Linked DNA regions of Sus scrofa: region 1 is linked to region 2. A link is a contact called in public promoter capture Hi-C data. All regions are on one chromosome and are shown on one strand. Each heading gives the region's core, a stretch centred on a gene start, on an enhancer-like site or on the middle of the called end of the contact. The rest is flanking DNA. Distances are from core to core; before and after follow the strand shown.

Region 1 (6,232 bases), core at 3,673-6,172, 43 kb after region 2:
ACAAGTCAAAAGCATAATTCTGGTCCTGGGAGAAACTAGAAAACGATGGGCTGGAGATGCCTGATCCGTGGATTGGTTTTAAAAGACGCAGGGATTTTTTTCCTAACCCTACCAATTCAAAGTCCAGTTAATTTGCTGCCTCTTGAGGGCCCTTTGACAAGCCCCTGTGACAAGTGAGCGATCCCTGTTACAGGGTCCTAAGACTCTGGCCAGGGCAGCGGGCCCTCCTGAATGAAAGGCACTAGTTTTGTTTCTAACTGACAGAGGTCCTGTCTCCCCGCAAGCACAGCTGACATTCAACCTACCCTGACAGACTCTACTGCCAACAGCTCCATGGCAGATTCTGAGCCCCAGAAAAGGCTAAAAGCCTAGCACTGGGATGTCTGCAACCTAGGCCTGGATCTCCAGGACTTACAGCTGCCACTTTTTTTTTTTTTTTTTGGTTTTTAGGGCCACACCTATGGCACATGGAGGTTCCCAGGCTAAAGGTTGACTAGGAACTGTAGCTGCTGGCCTACACCACAGCCACAGCAATGCCAGATCCAAGCCATGTCTGTGACCTACACCACAGCTCACGGCAATGCCGGATCCTTAACCCAAGGCCAGGGATCAAACCTGCTTCTTCATGGATGCTAGTCGGGTTTGTTAATCACTGAACCACGACGGGAACTCCACAGCTGCCACATTTTGAGCACCAACAGGTATCAGCTCCTGCCCCAGGTGATTTGCACATATCAGCTCTAATCCTCGCAGCCACCTTGTCTGGAAATGTAGGTATTCTTATCTCCTTTTTGCTCACAGGAAAACAGAGGCTAGGAGATGCTACGTTCCTTCCCCAGACTCACAGACACAGAATATGCAACAGTGTCGGGATTAAGTCTCAGGCCAGAGCATCCAAATCCCTTATTCTTTCCACCCTGTGGCTGGGAGGAGAGCCCCCCCGCCCCATCTGGTGCCTCCAAGGCTGGTCTCAGTGCCTGAGAAGAAGGGGCTTTTTCTCCCTCCTTGGGAAGGGCACGCCTGGAGGCCGCACTGCCCAGATGTGCTCGCCTCATGGCAGATGCAGGCTAAGGAGCCACAGAATGTCGGTAGGCTGTGGGGAGGAGCATGACTCAGGCTCCCCAGAGAAGTGGTGGAGAAGTGGGTTCCAGGGTGAGGGCTGAGCTGTGCTGTCAGACAGCAGTGGACTTCCCACACAAAGGACAGAGAGCACAAAGGGCAGGCGGCAACCAAACAGATCCACACACCTGTGCCTGAACTCACGGCCAGGGAAGCGCTCAGCGAATTGGTAACCCAATTGCCAGTGACTTTACAGTGTGTTGCTCAGCCACCATCATTTTCTACCAGCTGGGCCTCCAGCGTCTTCAGGTGCCTGGATTCCCACGCCCAGCCCTGCCTCACCTGCACGGATACACAGATGCATCCTTCTCCTCGGGGAGCATTTAGCTCCAGCTCTCCCTCCCCTCCCCTGCACCTCCTCACTTCCCCATCCCACCCCACATCCCCTTCTGGGCCACTGGCATAGCAGGGGGCCAGAGCACCGGTTCTGGATTTACCGGGCTCTAAATCCCCATTTTGCCACCTGCAGGTTGTGTGCCCTTGGGCGTATTACTTAAGCGCTCTGTGCTTCGGTTTCCTCATCTGTCGGTGGGGGTGATAACAGAGAAGAGCATCTAGATCTACCTGTTATGGGATGGATTACATCCCCCGCCCCCCAAATTCCTACCCCTGTACTTTGGAATGTGACTGTGTTTTGAAAGAGGTGGTTAGAGGGATGGAGATTAAGTTAAAATGAGGCTTGAGGGTGGCCCTAATCCAGCATGACTGGCATTTTTACTAAGGGGCACAGGCACAGAGGAACGGCCGTGTGCGGACGCCGTGGGAAGGTGGCCACAGGTGCCAAGAAGAGAGACCTTGGAGGACATTAACCCTTGGAAGACTACACCTTGATCTTGGACTTTCAGCCTCCAGAACCAGGAGAAATAAATTTCTGCTGTTATAAGCCACGCTGCTTGAGGTATTTTATCACGGCAGCCCCAGCAAACACACACACTATTTTGTAGGGTTGTTGGGGGGGATTCCACTAGATGTAGCATCTACATTGCTCTGCAAAGCTCCTGGCTCCTGGGTGGTTTTTGTTAGTATTGCCACTTGTTGCTATGCAGCCACTTCCTTTACTACTCCTTTGGTTAAGTCTTTGGCTCACTGAGATCTGTCTCTGAAGCCTTAACAAGGGTTGTGAAGGGTTAAGTTCCTTTAAGAGTCACGTAAATTCTTGGAGGGCCCAGGTTGTAATTTCTTGCCTCCCCCTCCAATCAACCCCAGTGCCTAATCTCTAAGAGGTGCTCAAAAAACCTTTATAAGTAGAATGTTCTTTCAACAGCTATTTAAGAATTAGAGCAGGGACTCAGGCAGACATGGTCTCTGCCCTCAGGGAGTTTATGGTTTAGCAGGGAAGGAAATGACATTGAACTTGCAATATCCTTGGCTTTGAGTGGTTTCCTTTTTCAATCAAGAAGCAAGTGAGTTCTGAATGGGGCTGCTGGCTTGAGCCCTGGTGATCCCCGTGTGAGAGAAGATGCCAGTTCACACACACGGTGTGCCTACTATGTGCTGGGCAGCATCATAAACAGCCTTCCATGTCAATTTACATAATGTTCCCAACAGCCCCAAGTGGTTGGCCCTGTGAAAATTTTAGATTTACAGATGAGACAACTGAAGCACAGAGAAATAACTTTCCTAGGGTCACACAGCTAAAGCTGGGGTTCACCCTCAGACATCTGCCTCTCAGCCTGGATTATGAGGGACGTGTGGGATGGAACCCTAGCCAAAGACAGTTCTCCCAGGTTTGTGACTTTGCCGCCGTGGCTGGGCCTGCAGCCCAGGTGTCAGGGGCGGTGGGCCCGGGCTCTCCTCTATGTTGTAGAATGAGGCGAGGACAGGGGGCGGGGGCAGCACCCCTCTGATGGAGCCCCACATTCTCCTTCCTGTCTTTAGGAAGACTTCGTCCCACACCTCCTGGGGAGGGGACCAGGACAGACCCCAACAAAGAAATGTGTCCAGAGGAGGGAGTAATCTAGTGACTTCCCTTTATCTCCCTCTGGCTCTCAGGTTGTTGATAAAGACAGTAGGACCAGAAGGGACTTTGTGTTTTTCCACATTTTCCCACATTTACTGTATGTTAATGAGATGCCTGCATAGCGTTAAGGGTTTTCCATTCATAAGAGGCTTCAGTCAAGGCCTGGGAAATAGATTTTAGATCCAAAGGGTTCCAGACCAAGCAAACAAAGCGGGAGCGGGGGGAGAACCAGGGAGGGGGACTCAAAGCCCGTCTCAGAGAGAAAAGGGTCAAGGCTGGAGAGAATCAGGGAAGGGTTTTGGAGGGAGTTGTGAGTCCCACCCCACGCACATGGGGCCGAGTGCCCATCTCTCATCTCTCCCTCCCATGGTGGGTCCCTGGGAGAGCCTGACATGTGCCCCCTGATGCCTGGGGACCTGACACCAGCCTGGAAAACTGAAAAGGAGAGCAGTGGGCTGGCTGGAGGCTCTGGCTGCAGATCGAAGGCAGAGCAGTTGCTGCTGTAATTCTAGGGCCAAGTGAAGGCCCCAGTGCTTCCAATGAGCCGGCTGCAGGTCTCTGAGAGAAAGAGACTGGCACCGGGTCATCCGAGGAGCTGTCCTAGAGGGCGTCCTGGAGGGCAAAACCGACTGCAGCCCCACCCCAAGAGGTGGGGCACCTCCCAGGAAAGAGCAAGCCACCGGCCAGAGGAGAAGGCCTGCTGGGCAGAGCTGGCCGAAGGAAGGACTCCCCAAGGGACAGAGTCTCCCACAAGCCCAGGAAGGACTCACCAGAGTCCTCCCAGGCTTGGAGAGCCGGAGGCCTGTCCCAGGAGGCATGGGCCCCTGGCTCCCTCATCTCACCTCCTTCCCCGTTCTTCTCAGTCTGAGTGGGGTGGAGAAGGGGTGCAGTGTCAGAAAGCCCAAGTGGCAATCGAGGTAGCAAGAAGGAGAAAAGCAAAGCTGCAAAGAGGGGAGCCAACCCCTCCCCTCCCCAGGACCAGCCGCCTCCTGGGGATGGCACCCAGCAAAGCCTGGGATGGGGCAGGGGTATCATTTGCATGGCAAAAGCCTTCTTCTTTTTTTTTTTTTTTTTTTTTTTTTTTGGTCTTTTTAGGGCCACGCCCGCAGCATATGGAGGTTCCCAGGCTAGGAGTCGAATCAGGGCTATGCTGCCGGCCTACACCACAGCCACAGCAATGCCAGATCTGAGCCACACCTGCGACCTACACCACAGCTCACGGCAACGTCAGATCCTTAATCCACTGAGCAAGGCCAGGGATAGAACCCGAATCCTCATAGATGCTAGCTGGGTTCATTAACCACTGAGCCATGATGGGAACCCCAAGGCTTCTTCATTTAACCCAAAGCATTCGCCTTTGAAGAAACATCAGCTTTCCTTTAAAAACAAGAACTTCTCTGGTGCCTTTTAGTTATTTGGGGTTGTTAATATTTTGGGTATCTCTGTCCCATCACCACGCTTAAAAAGGTGCTCCGGCTCGTTCCCCTGCAGTCCCTTCCACGGGACCTGTCAGCAGAGGCTGTGGAGGCCTGGCTGACTCAGACAGGCCTTGCAGGGGCACACCGACTGCATACAGTGAAACACACGCACAAGCGAGATCAGCTGCCTCCGTTTTCAGATCGCTCCAGCTGAACAGCGCTATAAACCCACCCTCAGCCTCTTCTCTCCCCGTGTTTTCAGGCAGTGGGTGGGACTAATAAAAACACCACCTCGGGTTTGTAGAGCACTTTACAGCTTCGAGGCTGCTCTCATCCCCCGAAGCCACTCTCCACCCCCACACTCACCCCCAAGCCATTCCCATCCCGTTTCCACCCACGCTGCTGCTTTTCCGGATGGCCAGCCCCATGCCAGCCTCCGCCAGGGAGAGGCCGCGTGCTCACCCCACCCCCTGCCCCCGCCCGGGAGCCCATGTGTTACGGGGAGCGTTGCCTCGGAAGGAGTCAGCCGGCCAGAAATGTGGGCAGAGAGCAAAGGGCAGCGTGTTCAGGTTCTGTTTATTATGCTCTCCACAGCCTTGTTTATAGTAGGGGTGAGTGGCATTATTCCACTTTGCACGGTAATGAAACAACTCAGTGAGGCTCCATCAGCCAAGCCGTTTCTGTGGCAGATGAGCTGCTACAAAACTGTCGTGTGCGCCGCGCGACTCGGCTAAGGCTGGAGCACACACCAGCCTGGCCACCTTTGCAGGACCTGGCAGAGGGCGAGGAGCAGAGGGGCAGAAAGGAGTAAGACTCACGAAGGATGTGGTTATGGAAAGGACCCGGACCGCACACCTGCGAAGGCCAGTGGCCCCATCCCCCGTCTCTCCGCTTGGTCCCCAGCCTCTCGTGAATCCCAAGAGGTCACAGGGACAGGAAGACATTGCTGGTCTTGGCTTCCTCCTTCGCGATCCCATGCCAAGTGGACCAGGCTCTTCACTGCCAGGGGGGACTTGGCCACCTCTCTTGCTTCTAAAACGGAGGCTGCAGATTTAAAGAGGGCTGATACTTGGCAGATGGAAGGACAGCCTCGGATGGAAAGTCCTAAATTCCTCAGCCTTGTTTGGAGGTGGGCACAGACAGGGTCAGGAGAGTGCTGGGTGCCCTTTGGGATGGGAGAGCATCCTGCCTCTGACTGTGCCGCTCATCCGCTCTCCCCCGGGGTTATGGAGATGCCACAGGAGCTGCGTGTCTTCGCGCCCCCCCCCCCAGTTCTTCCTCTTCAGTCTTCCCCATTCCCAGCCTCCCCCGGCTCTTAGCACAATGAGTTCTTGCCTTTCCCTCACAGTCCAGGACCTGGAGTGCTCAGTTGCCCGGCCCTGCCGAGGACAGGCACCCAAGACCTGCACCCAGAGGCCGGGCCCCACAGCCTGGGCAGAGAGCCGTTTCACAGCTTTGGTTAATCCAGCGCGGCACGTTCTGGGGAGAGCACCAGAGAGTAAAACCAGCCAGGAACTTTCCAGATGCCTGTCCGGCCTGAGACCAAAGAGGGAACGGTGAGGGCTTAGAGCAAAAACCAAAACCCCATGGCGGCCTCGGAAAAGAAAGCCTCAAAGAGCTTGATATTCCAAGGGTAATACCAATTACAATACTCATTTGGAAGTTATTGTGCCACCACTATTATTATGGCCACACACCCTTTACTCACCACCTGACTCCAACCACCGTATCATGG
Region 2 (6,262 bases), core at 473-2,972:
CGCCGGATCGTTAACCCACTGAGCAAGGGCAGGGATCGAACCCGCAACCTCATGGTTCTTAGTCGGATTCGTTAACCACTGCGCCACGATGGGAACTCCAAGAGATTTCTTGTGATAGATTTCAAAGAACTGAATGGTCAAAGGCTGTGATTGTTTTTAGGATTCTCAGCCTGTATTACTGATTTTTTTTCCAATGCCATATAAACATACTCTTATCAGAAACAGATGGCCTCTTGGGAGTTCCCGTCGTGGCGCAGTGGTTAACGAATCCAACTAGGAACCATGAGGTTTCGGGTTCGGTCCCTGCCCTTGCTCAGTGGGTTAAGGATTCGGCGTTGTCGTGAGCTGTGGTGTAGGTTGCAGACGCGGCTCGGATCCAGTGTTGCTGTGGCTCTGGTGTAGACCGGTGGCTGCAGCTCCGATTCAACCCCTAGCCTGGGAACCTCCATATGCCGCGGGAGCAGCCCAAGAAATAGCAAAAAAAGACAAAAAAAAAAAAAAAAAAAAAAAAAAAAAAAGAAGAAATAGATGGCCTCTTGAAAACACCAGAACCCTCATTTAATGAGACAAAATGTGTCTTCTGTCAATTTGCATTTCTGGTTGCCATTGCTCGGTGTGTCTCTGACTCTCTGCGGATGTGCTTTCCTATTTTAAGGTAGTATAGGATAGGAGTTCCCTAGTGGCCCGGCAGTTAAGGATTCGGTGTTGTTACTGCTGTGGTGCAGGTTCAGTCCCTGGCCTGAGAACTTGCACAGCTGCAGGTGTGGCTGAAAAAAATTAAGTCATGCAGGGTAGGGGAAAGAGCTAGGCTCTGACCTCAGCAAGATCTACATTTGAGCCCCTGGTTGTCTGACTACTAGACTCTTACTTCCTAATTGTATAACCTTAGATTATTGAGTCTCAATTTTCTGTTTCCTCAAATGTGGCAACGATAAATAAAGTCCCCCCTAGAAAGTGTATTAAAGTAGGGAGGGGGAAATATTAGGCATCCGATAAATGGTAGAGCTAATGATGTCCCCTTATAAAAAGGTTAATAAATCCACCCTCCCCACCCATGTGCATATACCTGCTACACAAATAGGAATCTGGGGTGTTTGTTTTTAGTCCAGCTGCCCTCAGTCACATCAGAGCAATTTAGAACCAGTTCAAATATCAGACAGCAGCAAACTGTTACTTACATATTTAGCGAACTGCATCGGCTACAAAATTCACAAGGCCACCACTTTTCAGCCATCTCACCCCTCTGACATTCTCAAAACTCCCACCTGGGAGAGCCGATCGATCGGATGGGCAGCGTAAGCACAAACACCCGGCAGTGACACCTCTGCTTGTGTAGACAGTTCTGGTGAGGATGGGTGTTGAGGTGGGCTGGAGTAAGTAAAGGAGCAGAGGAGGAAGAAACTCAAAGAAAGCGAGAGCAGAGAACAGAAACAGCTCAGCGAAAGGGCTGCAAGGGGAGAGTCTCGATTTCACTTTCATTTTCTCCAAGTACCAGAGATGCCCGACAAACCAAGCCCACTTGAAAGAAGACTGTGTGGATAGTGACAGAAACCCTGGAATGCTCCCGGGGGTGCAGGTCCTCCGGAGCTGTGTGTCCTTCCTTCCGCCCAGCCCACCCTCGGGAATCGTTCAAAGAAAACACCTTCTCAGGCTTTTCCGGCTCTCTTCCTTCTGCGCACCTTACCTTTTAAATGCAGCCGCCTCCTCCCTCTGGCAGCACTTCATCGTCAAATCCTCTTGCCAGCGGGCAAACAGCGCCTCCTGAGGAAGTCCCTGAGCCAGTGGGCGGGGCCAAAAAAATGTGGAAGGAGGAGGGAGGGCACACTGCACATGCCCACACCCAGGCAGAGGTGGTGGCACCTTTAAACCCCCTAGAGGAAAGGGATGGCTCTTCCCTGGCAGCTGGGCGCTGACTTGACGTCCAGGATCCTGCTGCTCAGCCTTGAGCCTTTCAGGTCCCAGCATCCAGCTCCATCCCAACCATGTTTTCCCAAATCCCTGTCTTTTTGAAGGAGTGAATAGTACCTGCTACCGGAAAAGAAGAATGATGACGATGATGGTGATGGTAGCAGACATTTACATAGCTCTTGCGTGTGCTCAAGTAACTGTTCTGAGCCCTTTATATATATTAAATCACAAAATCTAATCCTTATGAGGTAGCTACTATTTTTGACCCCATTGTACAGATGAGGAAACTGAGGCACGAAATGATTAACTTCCCTTGTTCTAGAGATTCGGGCTGCATCACTGGACAGCATAGAGGAAAATGCCCACCCTCATTCTTATGGGAGAAGCCAGACAACATAAGTATATATAATATGCTTTGTGGTGAAAATGCTGCAGAGAATAATTAGTAGTAATTAATAAGGAGGGTTGGAAATACCAGGATGAGGATTTGCAGTGAAGGGAACTATTTTATAAATAATGAAGATTCAAACTCCACTGTCTAGCACCTGACTAACTTACATCTCTCACCCTTTGGCTCCTTCCTCAATTATTTACGTTTTAAACCTTTCTTTTCCTCATAAAGCAATTTGAATAACCAGGCGAGTTTAAAGGATTTGGGAGCCTGACCTGATGTAGCCACAGGGGGGCAGCAGAGGGTGAGGATGGGCCAGAGCCTTTCAGTGCCACAAGGAAGCAACAGCACTGATTCAGAAATAGCACCAGCTGGCCTGAATTAATGGCTTGACCTTCTGCTTTCTTATCTGGAATTCTGGAGTGCATCTTACATCAGATGAAATATAGCATGGAAACATCTGTACTATACCTGAAAAAGTAGACCTGGAATCCTGGCTTTGAATCACGACTCTTCCATTGTTTTCAAAAAGTCAAATAGTTATCGACTGATGCCTCCTGAGTCCAAGGCCCTGTGCTAAGTACCTGGAATCAGATCATAAGAATAGATAATATTCATGGGACGTTAGTGTGGTGCTAAACACTTTTATTTCATCCCCTGTTCCCTAGGCAGGGTGCATTCTTATTGTCCTCATTTACAGATGAGGGACCCAAGCCTTGGAGAGGCTTATTAACTTCCCAAGGCCATACAGCGAGTGAGCCAGGAGTCCAACCCCAATATTCCTGCTCCACAGCTCCTGCTCTGAATCGCTTTACTGTGGTCTGTTCTGTCCCATCTTATCAGATAATACGGCTCCTGATCTTGAAAGAGAGCGGTTTAGGGAAAGAAAAAGCGCTGTGGAGAGAGAAGTAGTGCTTCCAGTTCGCACGTGAGGCAATCAAGGTAAGAATGGTGTCCCAGAATCACGGAAGTGGCAGAGATTAATTCTCTGCAGTGGACGTCTGGGAAGGCTTCACTTGAGGAAGTGAGGGTTTGCTGGATTTTCAGGAGTTCTTTTGAGGAGGATATGTTCCTTCTCAGCCCCCAACCCCCAATTGAAAAAAAAAAAAAAAGAAGCCATTCAAAGCAGAGAGGACAGCTTGTGTCTAAGGGCCGTCTGGGCAGGAGATAAGTCAGGAGAGGGACTTAGGTGGGATCAGAGCCTCACATGTCATCTAAGAGATGAATGTGCCCTTATAGTCAAAGGGAAGCTGTCAAAGGGCTTTGATGCAGTCATGGTGTGCTCAGTTCTGTGTTTTATGAGTAAAGATGGACCCAGCCTGGAAGGTGAGCTGGAGGGGGAGAGGACTGGGGAGGGAAACCATGTGGGAAGCTGTTTTTGGAGCCCAGATTAAAGAGGATGAAATTTGCCTCTAAGAAATCTAGGTGAACTGGGAGAAGCAGCGTCTTTGTATCAGCGTTAGGGAGACAGAAGGCAGTAGACATCAGAGGGGCACATAACGACCTTGGCTTTGACTGTGCTCCATATGAAGAGCCTGTGGGACGTCTGGGGAGAGGAGTCTATAGGAAGCTGGAAAGGGTCATCTAACTGGTCATCTCTTGCTGGATTTAAAAAGAATCATTAACTTAAGAGACATTTGCTAAACATGTATATGCTAGCACGTTCTATGGGTGTAGAACATTGAAGAAAGGTCATGTCTCATCTCAGAGACATGATGAAATTACAAAGAATACTAATTGTTTTTAGTTTATATGACATCACAGTGGCACAGAAGTAGACCCCCCCAACCCACCCCCCGCACCCCAGTGGATAATGCATGGTTCATTGACAAAGGAGAACCACCCCTTGCTCTGTTCCAGGAAGAACTTGGAACGGCTCGGGCTGGGTCCAGTCGACAGAGGAGATGGGCTCTGAAGTGACAGCTGAGCTGGTCCAATCCACGCGACATAACAGCTTGGCTGTTGCATTGTCACCCGCTGAAGGAAGTTACCCATAATGGTGGCCACCATGAGAACCAGTCAGCAGGCAAAGGTGGGTCTTCGCCTTGTGCCTCTGCTCTTAACCTAAGAGCTCCCCTGTCTGTGTCTGTCCTGTGGCATTTCCAGAGGCCCTCTCTCCCAGGCCACCACCTCCCCCCGCCACCCCCGGCCTCCCAGCCCCCAGGGAACTTCCCTTTCCCTCTTCCCCGGACCCCACAGCCCCTGCAGACAGGATCTCACATTTGGGTTTTATTTTTATTTCACAATAAAATCACATGCTAAAACAGGAAAAGGAGGGTTGAGTACACCATTCGTATCTAGGAAACCAGCTCCTGTGTCAACAATAAATAAATATTTAAACAGCGAGGAGTTCCTGACAGCCCCTGCGAGGTGGCCAGCACTTCTGGAGGAAGAGTCCAGTGGAGAGGGAGCCAGTCAGGCTGCCAGCTCCCGTGGAGACTCCAGCAGAGGCCAACTCCAACGGCAATAAATAACAATAGCAACAACCCAACGACAGCAACAAAAATAATGTGCAATGACCATTGTCACAAAACCAACAATATGTTAGACTTAAATAATTTTCTCCTGGAGGAGTTCATAGTGCAGAGAGAACAGTGTGGATTTTCCAGGGGCAAAGGGGGGCTGCCTGGTTAATTCACCTCCCCCACCAGCCTGGGCCCGTGGAGAAGTCCCACCATGGAGCACATGTTAGGTGAGGCCCTGAGGTGAAAAGCAGGTTCTGATTCCCACCCCATCCTGCTCCTCCCAGCAGCTTCTCTGCCCAGCTTCCACAGTCTGTCCAAGGGTCGTCAAGGTACCTGCCTCCTTTCTCCTGAAGCCCCACTGAGTGCACCTCACAGCCACAAAAAAAGAAACACTAGGTTCCCCTTCCATCCTGGGGAATCCCTTTGTCCCTATTTTCATAACCACAAAATAAAAAAGAGAGATTGGCTTAAAATATATATATAAATATTGGCTTGATTTGAACAGGACTTTGTGGAACTGCCAAGAGATGTGTTTCTTAAGATGCCTTTCTTCTTCGTTCCACCTGCTGGCACAGGAGCTGGAAGAGCCGCTCACCACGAGGCCCCACGCACAGGTAAGGGCAGCCCAAGGCTTAGAGGGGGCACGTCCCAGCCAGAGGCCCTCAGCTGGCCCTGCTCACAGGTGGACCCTGCCACACACGCGGGGTCGGGGGCCACCAGCGAGAGGTCACCAAAAGCACCGAGGTTCATTTCCCATTAGCAAGATGGCCTCTCTTCAGGGCTTCCTGTTGATTCGGAAAGAGACTCGAAGACCAGTTTCTAAGATAAAGATCTCACTGGGGACAAGCGGCACACGGGCTCTCTGGCCTTGACAAGGCTGCACGGCTGCACACAGGAGTGTTGAGGAGTGCAAGCCAGGGGACCCCAGGGGCGGCCAGTGGCAGGTGAGAGGACCGGATGGCAGGGCTCCCCATGCACGGCTCCCCTCGTGCCCAGGACAGTCGGGGAACTAGGAAAACGGGATGCGATCAGAGGGGACTGACGGGTCAGCAGGTCAAACGGCTGACCTGGCTGGCCTTCCCTCACTCGTTTTCAAGTTTCCCTTGACCCAGACATTTCCCGAAGCACCCTGGCTGATCCCTGGCCCTGATGAGATCAGCCAGAGCCAACGAGGACTCTCACAGCACCGTTCTCCCCTCACAGCCCCGAGAGCCCTGCACAGCTGTCATCTTCAGCCCTCGTCCACAGGCCCTAGAAGCAGGGGGACACTCTCATGCACAGAATTCAGTCCCGCAGTATCTGGAGGAGAGGACGTCACCCATCGGGCGTTTCCCTTCACTGTCCTTGCTCTGCAGAACCTGCCTCCCGCACCCGCGCGGGGCGGCGCCTCGGGGATGGGTGACTCAGCCTCTCTCTGCCCGGCTGGCTTCCCCTCCTCCGGCCCTGAGGCTCAGGTATGGGAGGGCTCGGCTGGGCTGCCGCTGGACGGGGAGGCGGA

What was found. Promoter capture Hi-C pulls out the DNA fragments that hold promoters and counts their contacts.
Region 1: a promoter capture Hi-C map of liver shows a contact between it and region 2, with 4 times the contacts expected there. The contact joins the enhancer-like site here to the promoter of RNASEL in region 2. A contact is called at or near these places in 1 of 5 promoter capture datasets (liver), 9 of 47 Hi-C or Micro-C datasets (embryonic fibroblasts, fibroblasts, liver and 2 more) and 1 of 2 datasets of contacts at active chromatin or transcription factors (skeletal muscle).

What each region holds. Positions count from the first base shown.
Region 1 is chr9:123,948,234-123,954,465 of Sscrofa11.1, forward strand. It overlaps RGS8 (regulator of G-protein signaling 8), which reads right to left. Exons shown (of 10, transcript XM_021063775.1): 10 at 5,054-6,232. Among named protein-coding and RNA genes, the nearest start is that of RGS16, 32 kb to the left of the region's middle. Within about 2 kb of position 4,923, at least 8 of the 83 cell types and tissues checked have an H3K27ac peak or open chromatin away from gene starts, as enhancers often do. A contact at or near this core is called in liver, where this site is marked.
Region 2 is chr9:123,908,664-123,914,925 of Sscrofa11.1, forward strand. RNASEL (ribonuclease L) reads right to left here and starts at 1,723. Exons shown (of 7, transcript NM_001097512.1): 1 at 1,685-1,723. LOC110255523 (a long non-coding RNA gene) reads left to right here. Exons shown (of 4, transcript XR_002335960.1): 3 at 4,160-4,331; 4 at 5,270-5,379. RGS16 (regulator of G-protein signaling 16) reads right to left here. Exons shown (of 5, transcript XM_021063763.1): 5 at 4,516-6,262. The coding sequence ends at 6,215.